Linked DNA regions of Macaca mulatta: region 2 is linked to region 1. Evidence: chromatin contacts called from public Hi-C data. All regions are on one chromosome and are shown on one strand. The core of a region is the stretch at or near the end of the contact, and the rest is flanking DNA. Distances in the headings are between cores, read along the strand shown. Region 1 holds the start of RFT1 (RFT1 glycolipid translocator homolog). Region 2 holds the start of PRKCD (protein kinase C delta).

Region 1 (7,213 bases), core at 2,593-5,092:
TCTGCTGTTGTAGCAAGAGAGTAGCTATTGATATGTAAACAAATGGGTAGATGTGGCTATGTTCCAATGAAACTTTATTTGTGGACATTGAATTTTTTTTTTTTTTTTTTTTTTGAGACAAGGGTCTCACCCTGTTGCCCAGGCTGGAGTGCAGTGGCATGATCATAGCTCACTGCAACCTTGATCTCTCCAAACTCAAATGATCCTCCCACCTCAGCCTCCTCAGTAGCTGCGTCTACAGGCACGCACCACCATGCCTGGCTAATTTATGTATTTTTTTGTAGAGGTGGGGTTTCACCATGTTTCCAAGCTGGTCTCGAGCTCCTGACCTCAAGCGATCCACTCACCTTGACCTCCCAAAGTGCTGGGATTACAGGCTTGAGCCACCGTGCCCGGCCAGCCATTTTCATGTGTCATGAAATATTCTTTTGATTTTTTTCCAACCATTTACAAATGTAAAAACTATTCTTAGTTTGTAGGCCATACAAAATGTAACATCCAGTGGGCCATTGCTTTCCAGCCCTGAGCTGAGTCCTCCATGGGCAAGACCATGGAGTATGCAACACCCAGTGGAGTGTGCAGGCCAGTATCTCCAACAGGGTCAAGACCTTTGGAGAGCCTTGCTGGGGAGGAGGGTACGCCCCCAAGCCTACCACAGCTCTACCACTGCAGCCCTCCCAGACTCCACTCTCTCAATGCCACATATGTTCTCAGTGGCTTACATATGGGGACTCTTAAGTCTCCTTTACAGTCAGAAGGTTTTTTGAGGGGAAGAACATTACTGTTCACGCATTTGGAATTAGAAGGGACCCGAGTTCACACACCTCCTTGACCACTCTTTTGCTGAATGACCTTGGATGAGTTACTTCACATCCCTGTGCCTCAGTTTCCTGATCTGCAGTCCCTCTCTCATAGGTATTGAGAGGATGGAGTACACGCATGTTCAGTGCTCAGACAGGTGCCTGACATGGAGTCAGTGGTCAATGTTTGTGGATTCTCCTCACAGTTCCTTTTTCCCCACCCACCCCAGAATCCAGCATGGCTCTGGGCTCTGCTCAGTCCCTCCTTGCCAAGTGTTAACTTCCAAAATAAGAGAAAAAGTCCCCGGATTCCTCACCCAGGAGCCCCACAGAGTCCATACCTTGGGGTCCTAGAATGCTTTGCCCTTTATACTTAGCTTAGAGCTTTTCCCCTTTGGCTTTTTTTCCCTAGCAAAATGATCACTTCTTCCCTCCCAAAGCAGCTTACACGGATGCCAGGCTTAGGAGTGTGTGCACATGATGAACTCTTGGCTGGTTCTTCTCTGGCGATGAGCTGTGGAGGAGGAGACTGCTTGGCTGGGAATAAAGGAAGTGGGAGGCCGTCTCACCTGCTGGCCCACAGTCCATGGGGGTGGGAAGGCTGCCCAGGTCAAGGTCTTTAGCATCTCAGTCATTATGCCAAATACCTGGACCCTCCAGCACTTTCTCTATTCTCCAAGTACACTCCTCCCCAGGTAGGTGCCCAACTCACTCCTCCTAAAACAGCACCCCTCTCTCTCTTCCAAAGCCTCTATGATCTTATCTGGTTTCATTCTTTCATAGCACTTAGCCCTATGTGAAATTTTATTTGTTTGTTAGAGTTTTTTTCAGTTTCCCTTTCACTAGAATTTAAGCTCCTTGAGGGCCAGACTTGTCTGATATAATCCTTATGACTCTTTTTACAGGACAGATAATATCCCTATTTAGCAGCTGAGCATACTAAGGTCACCTAGTCAGTGAGTGGTAGAATGAGGATTCAAGGCCAGTTCTCTCTGACAGTCAAAAGCTCTCATTCTTGGGCCGGGTGCGGTGGCTCATGCCTGTAATCCTGGCACTTTGAGAGGCTGAGGTGGGCAGATCACTTGAGTCCAGGAGTTGGAGACCAGCCTGGGCAACGTGGGAAAAACCCATCTCTACAAAAATCGCAAAAAAATTAGCCAAGTCCGATGGTGCGTGCCTGTAGTCCCAGCTAATCGGAAGGCTGAGGTGGGAGGATCACCTGAGCCCAGGAGATGGAAGCTGCAGTGAACCAAGACTGTACTACTGCACCCTAGCCTGGGTGAAAGAGTGAGACCCTGTTTAAAAAAAAAAAAAGACAAGATAAGAAAAGAAAATTAAAATACCTCACATTCTGGGCCTCCACACTAAGACAGAGGTCATTTTACCTGGCAAGATGGGAGTGTATAGGCTTTGAGTTCCACAGTCTGCTTCCAGCAGCAGTAACAGCAATCATGTGTCAGGAGTCATTTATGCAAACCCTAGGAACGCTCTGTACCACTACTTCAGGAGGCAAAACCAGGAAGGCTGCACTTCTGCCCTCTTGGAGCTCATGGGCTGATTAAATAGAGACACACATTTTAGTCTTTCTGCTATAATGCGGGTTGCACTAGGAACTATAAAGGGGTACAAAGTATTTTAGGAATACTGTCTTAATTTGCTTGGGTTGCTGTAACAAAATACCATAGTCTGGGTAAGTCAAAAGCAGAAATTTCTCTCTCACAGTTCTGGAGGCTGGAAGCCCAAGATCAAGGTGCTAGCCAGTTTGGTTCCTGTTAAGTGTATGTTGGGTGCTTTACATTTTACACCTTCCTGGTTGCAGACAGCTACCTTCTTGCTGCATCCTCGAGTGGTAGACACAGAGATCATTTTTCTGACATCTCTTTTTATAAGGACACGAATCCCATTATGAGGGCTCCACTTTCATGACTTAATTACTTCCCAAAAGCCCTGCCTCCTAATACTATCACACTGGGGGATTAGGCTTCAACACATGAATCCTGAGGGGACACAAACATTTAGTCCACAGCAGGTACCAGGTGTGGTTGGCCAGGAAAGTCAAGACAGTGTGGTCTAGGAGCGCAAGGGGTGCTGTCAGGGAAGACACTTTGGACAGAGAGGGTGGAGGAGCAAAGGCCAGTGAGTCACCACCTGTTTGAGGACCGGTAAGGACTCGGAATGGCTATGGCCTAGATAGTGTTGGGAAGGGCAATTATCATGTGAAAGGTAGTAGAAGATAGGTTGGGGCCATATCATGTGAGGCCTAAAAGAGACTGGGGAAAGACTGAGCTTCCTACAGCCTGCGTGGTAGATAATAAGAACACTGACAGAGCAATGGCTTACTGTGTATGTTGGGCGCTTTACATTTTACGAAGCACTTCCAGTCCTTCTTCCACTCTGCCCTCACAATTTCTAGCATACAGGTAAGAGTGATACGTTTAGGATCAGGAGCCTGACATCCACTCAGTCAGGAAACAAGCTGTGTAGATTCGAACAAGTCACTTCCCATCTCCAAGGCTTTACTCATCTCTAACCACAGGGGCCAATTCTCAGAGCTTTCTGAAGGATTTCACAAAACCATTCTCATGACAGTGCTGTATCTAACTTCTGGTCCTCAGTTCTTTCTCTGTTAAATGAGGACAATTCCTGTCCAGCCTAATTCAGAGGGGCTGTGGCTGTGATTTTGTAAGCAAAGGTCAATGGTAAGAGTCCTCTTAACAGGCCAATGAGAAGTTTGTTCCCCTTTTGGCAGATGAGGCCAGGAAAGTTAGTGCTTCTTGGTTGGTGGCTGAAAGCCTCAGAGAAGGAACTTTGACTTCTTTAACAGTATCTCTTAGTACTCGCCACACTATTTCGTTTATACGGGGAAGAGAGGGGCAGACAGCGCACAAGCGACAGACAGCGCAGGACCTACTGCAATGGGAAGCGCCAGGCGCCATAACAGACCAACCGAGCCGGGCCCACTTAAAGGGCCAGAACCTCTCGTGCCCCGCCCCCCTGTCTCAAGGCCATCAATCAGAGAGCGAGGCGCTCCGTGACGCCATCTTATCGCGACTAAGCGGAGTGGCGGCGGCATTTCCTGGTGTCTGAGCCTGGCGCCCAGGCTATGGGCAGCCAGGAGGTGCTGGGCCAGGCGGCCCGGCTGGCCTCCTCCGGTCTCATCCTGCAGGTACTCTCTGCCCGTCAGGTTTCAGCTTGTACTGCAGCCGAGATTTGCGGGATGGCAGCCCTCGGGCCCTTGAGAGCCTGCCCCAGGGCCGACCCAGTTCCGAGGTGGACCCCGCAATGGAGGGGGTGGGGGTCGACCGGAGACGGTGGCGTTGGTGAGGGGGGGCCTGGCCTGGAGATGGGAGCCTGCCTTCAGAGTCTAGGCCGGGTGACTGCAGACAAGCCGCTTTCCTTCAGAGCATTCTATTTCCCATATGGCAGGAGGAGTGAATTAGATCAGGTGGTCGGGGTGAGGGACAGGTATTTCGTGCTCGAGAATCTGGTATTTTTCAGGCAAGGGGTTCATTTCCTTCATCAAACACGGCCCTCAAACTTTGAGTCCCACTGAGTTCCGAGAGACCATATGGCATAGCTAAGAACAGGAATCTGGAGTTAGGCTTGGATTGCTATGTGACCCAGGACAAGTGACTTCACCTGCAGAGCCTGAGTTCCTCACTAGTAAAATGGGGGTAATAATATGTAGTACCTAGCTCATAAGCAAGAATTGATTGGGATCATTCAAATAAACGTACTTAACACAGTACCCGGCTCTTAGTATGCATTTAATACATGTTGGCTGCATCTTCTGTTTATGTGATCTTGGACAAGTCACTTCACCTCTTGGCCCTAATTTTTGTCATCTGTCAGATATGATACATGCCAGTTAGTCCAAATGGTATCTGAAGATTCTTTCAACCCCAGGAGCTGAACCTTTTAAGTCAAGCGGCTCAATATCTCTCTGTCTCACTCTTGAGCCAATCAACCCTACTTCACACAAGTCTTGAATCTACCCTACCCCTTATCTTAGGCAGATGGAGGGCAGAAGAAAGAACCAAGCAGAATGGGGCTTGAGTTTGGGCCTTGTCACTTGCTAGATGCACTCCTTCGGGATAAATCCCGTGACTTCCGTGAGTATCAGTTTCTTCATCTTAAATGAGAACCATAGTGCAACCTCACAGGGTCATTAGGAAGATTAGATGAAATCATGCCTCTTAAGTGCCTGGCACACTACAAGTACTTAATAAATGTAGCTATTTTTATTAGGGTAATAAGGATTTTTAAAATAGTCAATGTAGGAATGAAATGAGATAACCTATGGAAAGCATGTTGAAGAGTGCCTTGCACATGATATGTGCTTAGTAAATGTTAGCCATTCTAAGTTTACTTAGGGTTGTTTGTTTTTTTTTCCTGTTTCACTACACAAATAACTGAGTTTAGTGCTTTATCCACAGTACTGATTTTTTTTTTTCAGCCTTTGATAATATCTTAGTACCCAGATAGGCTTCATAAAACGAAAACAAGTTGTAGCGGAAAACACACTGGACTACGAGTCAGGTGGCTTACCTGTAAGGTCAAGCTGGGTCATTTGCTTGCCATGTGACATTGAGGAAATCACTTAACCCCCAGTCTTGCTTCCTGTGCATTTACCTGGTTGTTTTTAAATGTCAAATAATTTAACAGATGTGAGAGAGCCTTTTTTAAAACTGTAAAGTTGGTTGGACGTGATGGCTCATGCCTGTCATCCCAGCACTTGGGAGGCCAAGGCAGGAGGATTGCTTGAGCTCAGGAGTTAAAGACCAGCCTGGGCAACATGGTGAAACTTTGTCTTTATAAAAAATACAAGAATTAGATGGGCGTGATGGCGTGCACCTGTAGTCCCAGCTACGCAGGAGGCTGAGGTGGGAGGATCTCGAGCCTGGGAGGTTGAGGCTGCAGTGAGCTGTGATTATGGCATTGCACTCCAGCCTGGGCAACAGAGTGAGACCTTATGTTAAAACAAAAGCTGTAAAGTCCTTTGCAGAAGTAAATGAAGGCTGTGTTGCTAATAAGGGGTACAGTGTGTGGCAAATACTGGGTGGCATAAGCAACCTCAGCTTCATTAGCTGCAACCTTTATTCAAACCAATTAGGAGATATGGGCTCGGCCTCCCAAAGTGTGGTGGCTCATGCCTGTAATCCCAGCACTTTGGGAGGCCGAGGCGGGTGGATCGTGAGGTCAGGAGATCAAGACCCTCCTGGTTAACCCGGTGAAACCCTGTCTCTACTAAAAATACAAAAAAATTAGCTGGGCGTGGTGGCGGGCGCCTGTAGTCCCAGCTACTCGGGAGGCTGAGGCAGGAGAATGGCATGAACTTGGGAGGCAGAGCTTGCAGTGAGCTGAGGTTGTGCCACTGCACTCCAGCCTGGGCGACAGAGCGAGACTCCATCTCAAAAAAAAAAAAAAAAAAAAGAGGAGATACGGATATGGCCTGAAACATTAAGTTTCTTTTTTTTTTTTTTTTTTTTTTTTTTGAGACGGAGTCTTGCTGTGTAGCCCAGGCTGGAGTGCAGTGGCGGGATCTCGGCTCACTGCAAGCTCTGCCTCCCGGGTTCACGCCATTCTCCTGCCTCAGCCTCCCGAGTAGCTGGGACTACAGGCGCCCGCCACCTCGCCCGGCTAGTTTTTTTGTATTTTTTTAGTAGAGATGGGGTTTCACCGTGTTAGCCAGGATGGTCTCGATCTCCTGACCTCGTGATCCACCCATCTCGGCCTCCCAAAGTGCTGGGATTACAGGCTTGAGCCACCGCGCCCGGCCAACATTAAGTTTCTTAGACAGTGATAGCTTTGAGGTTAACATAAGTGTGTACACATGTTTTTTTTGTTTTTTGTTTTTGGGATGGAGTCTTGCTCAGAATTTTTTGTTTTAATAACCATATTTTTATATGGTTTCTTGAGTGTTTTCATTCTTGTATGCTTTCTCGAATTACACTGTAGACACTTTAGGTAGCTTTGCGGTTACATCTTATTCTACAAGAATTTGAGAGCTTGTTCTATCTTAATTCTGAGCCACCCATGCTGAAAGTATTAATGCCTTTCATTTGTATGCACTTAAAAAATGCTTTCACTCTATCCTGGCTAACATGGTGAAACCCCGTCTCTACTAAAAATACAAAAAACTAGCCGGGCGTGGTGGCGGGCGCCTGTAGTCTCAGCTACTTGGGAGGCTGAGGCGGGAGAATGGCGTGAACCCGGGAGGCGGAGCTTGCAGTGAGCCGAGATCACGCCACTGCACTTCAGCCTGGGAGACACAGCGAGACTCCGTCTCAAAAAAAAAAAAAAAAAAAAAAAAAAATGCTTTCACTTCTACAGTCTCATTTCTTTTAAAAATATTTCTTGTAAAGATGAGGTCTCACTGTGTTGTCCAGGCTGGTCTCAAATTCCTGGCTTCA
Region 2 (6,813 bases), core at 2,613-5,112, 36 kb before region 1:
AGTCCTACCTGGGGCTCCCAGCTCCCGCTTGTCCTTAGTCCTGGCTCCCGCTGCTGCTGCAACGCACCAACCACCAGGAGAAACCGGCCTGCACCCTTGCCTGGCCAGTTCCCTGCAGACCTGCAGGAACAGGAGGAAACAGCTGAACCGGGAGGCACCGCCAAACAGGCTCTCCCCATCTGCCAGTCCCGGCATGGCTGACAGGCCCAGTTCAGTCTCTCCTGGCCCTAAAACCTTGGGTCTCTCTGGATGTGGCTTTCCCTTCCTTGAAATGTAGTGTTGGGTCCAACTTTTCCTGGACACCACTATGTGTCCATTCCATGTTAGGGGCTGGAACACTGTGTCCCTGCCCTCAGCACATTTCCAGCCTGGTGAGGAAGCCAATAACACAGCAAAAACCTGTTCCCGACTCTCCTGTCTGCGGGAGGTTGCCCTGCAGGCTTAGGAGTCCTAGGGTGCAATGAAGTACCACACCACTTTATGGCCTGGGGCAATTCCTCTGAGCCTCAGTTTTTTTAATGGAGAAACTGCTAGCCCCCTCTCCCCAGGTGGTTCTGAGGTTCCAATGATGTGGCGTGCAAGCTCCTGTGCTGGACTCACGTTGAGAATGCCAAATGACTGATTTTTTTTTTTTTTTTTAATGTGGCAGGGTCTCGCTCTATCGCCCAGGCTGGAGTGCAGTGGCACAATCTTGGCTCACTGCAACCTCCACCTCCTGGTCTCAAGTGATTCTTGTGCCTCAGTCTCCTGAGCAGCTGAGATTACAGGCGCGCACCACCGCGCCCAGATAATTTTTGTATTTTCAGTAGAGACAAAATGTTGTCCAGGCTGGTCTCAAACTCCTGACCAAGTAATCTACCGCCTCGGCTTCCCAAAATGCTGGAATTACAGGTGTGAGCCACTGTGCCCAGCCTGAAGAGTGACATTTTTTAATCTCTTGTTTTGTGCATTATAGTTCAGGTGATTCTCACATTACTATTGTGCCCATTACACAGCTGAAAAAACTGAGGCCTGGAGATATCCTGGAAGGAAGAAATGGCAAAGGTAGCAAGGAACTCTGTGTCTCCTGGCTGAAAGGCCTAAGCATTTTTTCTGACAGCCAGCTCAAGCCTCTAAGAAAGATTCTGCTCCCCAGATGTGAGCCCCTCCCCCAGCTGGAGACCCTCATCACCATTCCCTGGGGATAGAGGCATCCTTGGCTTTATCTTTTCGTCTGTACTTTAAATTATTTCTAATTTTAATCTAAACTGTGCCAGCTAAATGGTGTCAGCGCCCTGCAGTCACAGCTCTGAATCACTCCCCACCCCTCTCTCCCCCATTGCTGCTACTGACACTAACGGCTGGTGAGGGAGGGGCTGTCATGCAGGCTGAACAGGGCTGGGTACTAGGGGCTTTGTCTGGGCATCCTCCCTCCCTCAAGCTGCTTGGTCAAGGAGATGGGAAGGGGCAACAGACAGGCAGGAAATTGGGTTGGATACTGTCTGGGCTTTCTTTAACCCCAGCTCCCAGGAGAATGGGAACCATATAGCCGGGGGTGGTGACAACATAAGACTTCAGGACCTTTTGTCCACACAACTTTCTCCATTCTGCAGATAAAGACACTCAGCCTTGAGAGGCCTAGCTTGGGTCTCTTGCTCTTAACAGGCACAAGCAAGTATTGGAGCCCAAATCATTCTTGGATCCAGAGCCCGAGGTCTTGGTCACAACACTGCTAACCCCAAGACTTGCCCTCTAGCCCTCTCCATGTGCACACCCACATCCTCATGGTCTCCCACACACTCACACACCCATACTGGCCTCTCACCTTCCCTCCCAGCACTGTCACCACACACCTTGTCACACCCCCTCCTGCCGCTAACACCCACGCCCAGGCACTCTCCGTTCCCCACAATCACAGTCACTCCCCAAGCATAGACTGTGTCCCACCAGTCACACACTCCTACCATGACCACACACTGCCAGGCTTACCCCAGTACTGTCCCATCCCATAGTCCTCACACCACCCCTCAGCCAGGTACAGCTGCCCAGACACCTCCACACCTCTCTGTCTCACACACACACACAACTGCACACATCACACATGCGCCATACAGCCTCCCTCTGTTGGCCTGCCCACCGCGCCCCAGCTCACTCCACAGTAGGAACGAGGAAACCCCAGGGATCAGTCCCCTCCCTTAGTGACCAGGTGAGCCTGGTCACAGAAGCTCAGTGGCAGAGGGAGAGCCACACATGAGTACACGCACATACACACACTCATACAGATACACTCACACATGAGCCTGGGGGGCAGGCACCCAACACCAGGGGCTTCCACAATTAACAGATCTAAGGTACTTGTGGCCAGTTGGTCACCATGATATACCCAGTATGCAACACTGAAATCTCCAGACACACAGGGACACACACACTGGCAGACAAGGACACACACACACACACAAGTCTGGTGACAACAAAAACACCAAGAATGGTACACACAGTTGCAAAAGACACACACAGAGCCTCAGGACACAAACAGACATACACACATACACACAAGCGAGCCACACATGCGAAAAAGGACACACATGCACAGGCAAGTCCCACAGTGACAGCACAGAAGCTGACACAGACAACCCACACACCCAGATACCAGTGACTTAGCACAAGGAGATAGCGTCCATGCATACAGGGTAGGCATCAGAGAAGGGGACCCCCCCACACACTCACAGCAAATCCTTCTGACCAGGTTTAAGTGGGGGCTCAGTGGGGCTCTCCTGTGCCCCAAGAGTGAGGGAATTGGGGAAGTGGGAGCAGTTCCGATGGTGCTCTCCTTCTGCCTCTCCACCACCAGCCAGGAGGACTTCCCCCTCCCTCCCCTCACCTGGCAGAGCCCCCACAACGCGAGTGGCATCTGGGTTGGGGGCGGGTGCAGACCACACCGGGCAGGGGCCACCCTGGGAAGGGGTCTCAGAGGGGCGGAGGGGTGGGGCAGTAAGGGGGATGGTGGAGACTGGAGCCACGCCCAGCCCAGAGACGGATGAAGGGACCGAGAAAGACTCTTGAGACCGAAAGAAGAGACAGCGAGGAGGAGGCGCCGCGCGAGTCGGGCCTCCAGGGACCCAGGGGCGGGAGGCGAGGCCCGGCGGGAGGCCTGGCCTGGGCTCCGCGGTAGAGCGGATAGGCGGCTGGACCGGCAGGGGGCGGCAAGCGTGGGCCGGGGGCGCGGCTCCGGGAGAACGGGATCGAGGGGGCGGCCGGCGGGGGTAAGGGTGGGGGTGGGGCGATGGAGCACGCGGAGGGCGAGGGACAGACGGATCGGGTCTCGGAGAGGCGCGCAGGGGGAGAACACAGAGTGGGTGGCGACAGACGGACGGTCACAGGGCCCAGGAGACAGTCGGGAAGGACGGACGGGCCTCTCGGAGGAGCGGGAGACACACGGGCGGGCGGACAGAAAGACCTCAGCCCCCACTATCTGGCGGAGGGACGGACAGACAGACGGACGGGGGGACGGAGTCACCGGCATGTCTCGGCGCGGAGGGACTTTCGCTGACCGCGGCTCAGTTTCTCAGTTTCGGAAACGGGAACCGGGCCGGGGAGGGGAAGGAAGGGCGTCGCGCCCTCGGGGTAGCCCCGATCCCGCGCCGGGTCCCGGCCCTAACTCACCTCCCGGCGCAGGGGCAGGCGCCAAGGGTCGCGGCGGCGGTGGCGGGCGGGCGGCTCCTTGGCGCGCGCGGACGGCGGTCGGCGCGGCGCTGACTGGGACGAGTCCAGCGGCCAGTGAGGTGTGGCCCGGGCCTCGGCACGGCGGGCGGGCGCCGGGGGTCGCTCGGGGGATCTGGGCTGCAGCAGCCTCGGGCTCCGGCGCCGCGGCACACGGAAGTGCGAGGGGGCGGGGCGGCGCGACCTCACCCAGGTGCCGCCGGCCCCGCCCCCTCCAGGCCCCGCCCCTCCAGGCCCCGCCCCACCAGCTGCAACCGGGGACTGTGTCCCTCTGCCTCTTTCTGCGCGGGACACTGAGTCTCCCGGCCCCTCTGCCCTCTGTGGCCCGCTTCGCATCCTCCCGCCATTACGCGCAGCCAGCCCTCAGAAGGGGCCCATTTTACAGAGGAGGCCGCTGAGGCCCGATAAGGAGGCGCCCCCCGCCCGCTGGGGCCTGGGAGGCGCCGGCGGGGGTTCCCCCGCTCCCCACACCCACGCCCGGGACTCCCCACTAGCCAGCTGGCCCGCCTCCCTTGGCCCCACTCCTGCTCTTCCTGTTGGCTGGAACTCGGACGCGGCCGGGCTCGGTGCCCGCCGCCAAGCCCGCTGTCCCGGCTCTGCCCCAAAGACTGAGCTGGTTACACTCCAGGGCCGGAGGTTCTCGCTGGTCGGCCGCTGCACTGCTCCTCAGGCGGTTCTGGGACCTGCCCCTACCCCGACTGGCAGTTGCCCCTACCCCGATTGGCAGTCTTCTGCTCTCCTGCCCCCATCTTCGAGACCTCTCTATTGCTCCTGGCAGGCGCCTGAGCCTCCTTTCCAGACGTGGAACTTGGTTGTCAGCCATAACTCATTCATTCATTCATTCATACACTCATCCATCTATTCATCGAGTGTCCCCTAGGCTCAAAGTCTAGGGACCAGTTGGGGTTCTAGGGTGTCCATCCCCCTGTCCCCAGAGCTCAGAAAGCCAAGACATTATCCTTATACTGATCCAAAGAAATGTCACTTCCCAGGAGACAAAAAAGAGGGTTCCAGGTCCTGGGGAACCACCTAGAAGGGATAGGGAAAGTCTAAACACAAGGGATGGAAGTGGGGGACAATCCCAGAGGTGGCCTGAGCTGAGAAAGGGGCTTGTGACAGAGACAGGTTATTGGACTTTGGTCTTCTTACGGAGCAATGAGAAGGTGGTGAAAGCTGTTACAATCAGTCAGGACGACAGGCTCTAGAGGGCTCCTGCGGGATAGATGGGGCAGAGGGACTGCAGGGCAGAGGAGAGGCTGGATGGGGGACAGAAGGGCTGCCATGTTGTCAGCCACCTGGGTTGAGATTGGGGAAGATGGATGGGGAGAAAAGGTCAGACCAGGTGGGTTCCAGGACTATCCTTTGGGAAAGACATTTTTCTCTTCACACCCAGGCCTTGAGCATGCTGTTCTCTGGGCCTGAATGCCATTTCCCACCCCACCCCCAAACCTCTACCTGCCCTGGTTGTGTCCATTCAAATGCCCCTCCTCCCTGATGCCCAGTTGTAATGCACAGCACTTCCCTGAGCGAAGGACCATATTCATTAGCATGTTCTGTGTCCTGATACCATCCCACCCCACCCATCATGCCCCATGGCTTCCCTGGGGTTGGACTGGAGGAAAGGGTGCACAAGGTGAGCCTCAGGTGACCTTTGCCCACTTGGGATCAGGTTTCCTTCTGGCTCCTCCTTCAGGTTCACAGTAAGCCAACCCAGCCTCTCCCTCAACATAAACAATAGGCCCACCCTGTGCCAGGGACTGCAGCCAGAGGGAGGACTGACCCTTGTGGAGCTCCAGGTCCAGCCACCAGACCTTTGTGGCCTCCAGGTCCAGGCACCAGACCTTTGTTCCCACTCCCTGTGGTTCACCTTGGAAGAAGGAAATGAATAATCATGGCTATCGCTGATAGGGGCTACCCAGCACCAGGCTGTGTGCTGGGTGCTGGATGTGTGCAGTCTGAACAGTTAAGAGGTGAGGGCTACTGTTAGTGCCAGTTTTGGTGATGAGCAAACAGGCTCAGGGAAAGGAGAAGCGACTTGCCCCAGAGTACACAGCTAGTCAGTGGCAGAGGTGGATTCAGACTGAGGTCTCTCTGCCTCCAAAGCCCATAGTTTACATCAGGGATCTCAATTCCAACACCACTGACCTTTGGGACAGATGATTCTTTGCTGTGGGGGCTGCCCTGTGCACTGTAAGGATGTTTAGCAGCATTCCTGGCCTCTGCCTACTGGATGCCAGTAGTACCTCCCTGCTTTAACTTGTGACAGACAAAAATGTCTCCAAACATTGCCAAATGTCCGCTGCAGGGCAAAATTACCCCTTGTTGAGAATCACTGCTTTGACATATTCTGGTGTTACAGGAACAAGATTTACATTAGACAACAGGAAGCACTTTCCTGATCCTCAGGATATGCAGACTTGTGAGCTCAGGGGCTGCAAGCACACACTGGCTTCAGCCAATCTCTCTCCTCTGGAGAAAGGGGAAGTGTGATGTACTCAGAGGGGGGCAGAGGGGCTAAGGCTGTGCTGGCTATGCTGTGGCAAGGGCAGAGAAGGGATGAAGGTGGGCTTCCCTCCAGGCCTTAGGTCCAAGGGCCCCAGGGAGAACAGGTTTGCATGAGGTCCAGAGAGTCCAGGCCACGCTTGACTAGAACCAACCTGCATCTTGGAGCTGCTTCTGGGTGCCACACTGGTGGGCCAGGGCAGGGTCCAGATGAGCTGGTATCTGTGTCCCCATAATCTGCCTGGCATCAACAAGAAGGGCCTGCTGAAGCCTGAGAGCAAACCTTGGCTGTGTCACATGCTAACTGTATGGCCCTGAGTAGGTGACCGTGCCTCTCCCAGCTTCGGAGTTCTCACCTATGAAGAGAGCTGATGACAGACTCATGTCAGAGGTTGAATGAGATGATAAGGGTTAAATGAGATGATATATACAGAGCCTCAGCCAGGCTAAACACATTGCCCAGGGTTACAGCCTGTGACCTGGCATGGTCATGTGCCAAGTCATAGGCCGTCAGCCTTGAAAGAGCCTTCAGGCCGGGCGCGGTGGCTCAAGCCTGTAATCCCAGCACTTTGGGAGGCCGAGACGGGCGGATCATGAGGTCAGGAGATCGAG

What was found. Hi-C and Micro-C count contacts between places; a contact is called where the count stands out from the background.
Region 2: a Hi-C map of blood shows a contact between it and region 1, with 1.8 times the contacts expected there. The contact joins the promoter of PRKCD here to the promoter of RFT1 in region 1. A contact is called at or near these places in 2 of 14 Hi-C or Micro-C datasets (blood and liver).

The regions. Positions count from the first base shown.
Region 1 is chr2:116,712,513-116,719,725 of T2T-MMU8v2.0, reverse strand. RFT1 (RFT1 glycolipid translocator homolog) reads left to right here and starts at 3,842. Exons shown (of 12, transcript XM_028844236.2): 1 at 3,842-3,966. The coding sequence starts at 3,904.
Region 2 is chr2:116,749,200-116,756,012 of T2T-MMU8v2.0, reverse strand. PRKCD (protein kinase C delta) reads right to left here and starts at 3,862. Exons shown (of 19, transcript XM_077993147.1): 1 at 3,643-3,862. LOC144339243 reads right to left here. Exons shown (of 3, transcript XM_077993154.1): 2 at 2,315-6,725; 3 at 938-1,367. The coding sequence starts at 4,035. The coding sequence ends at 3,634.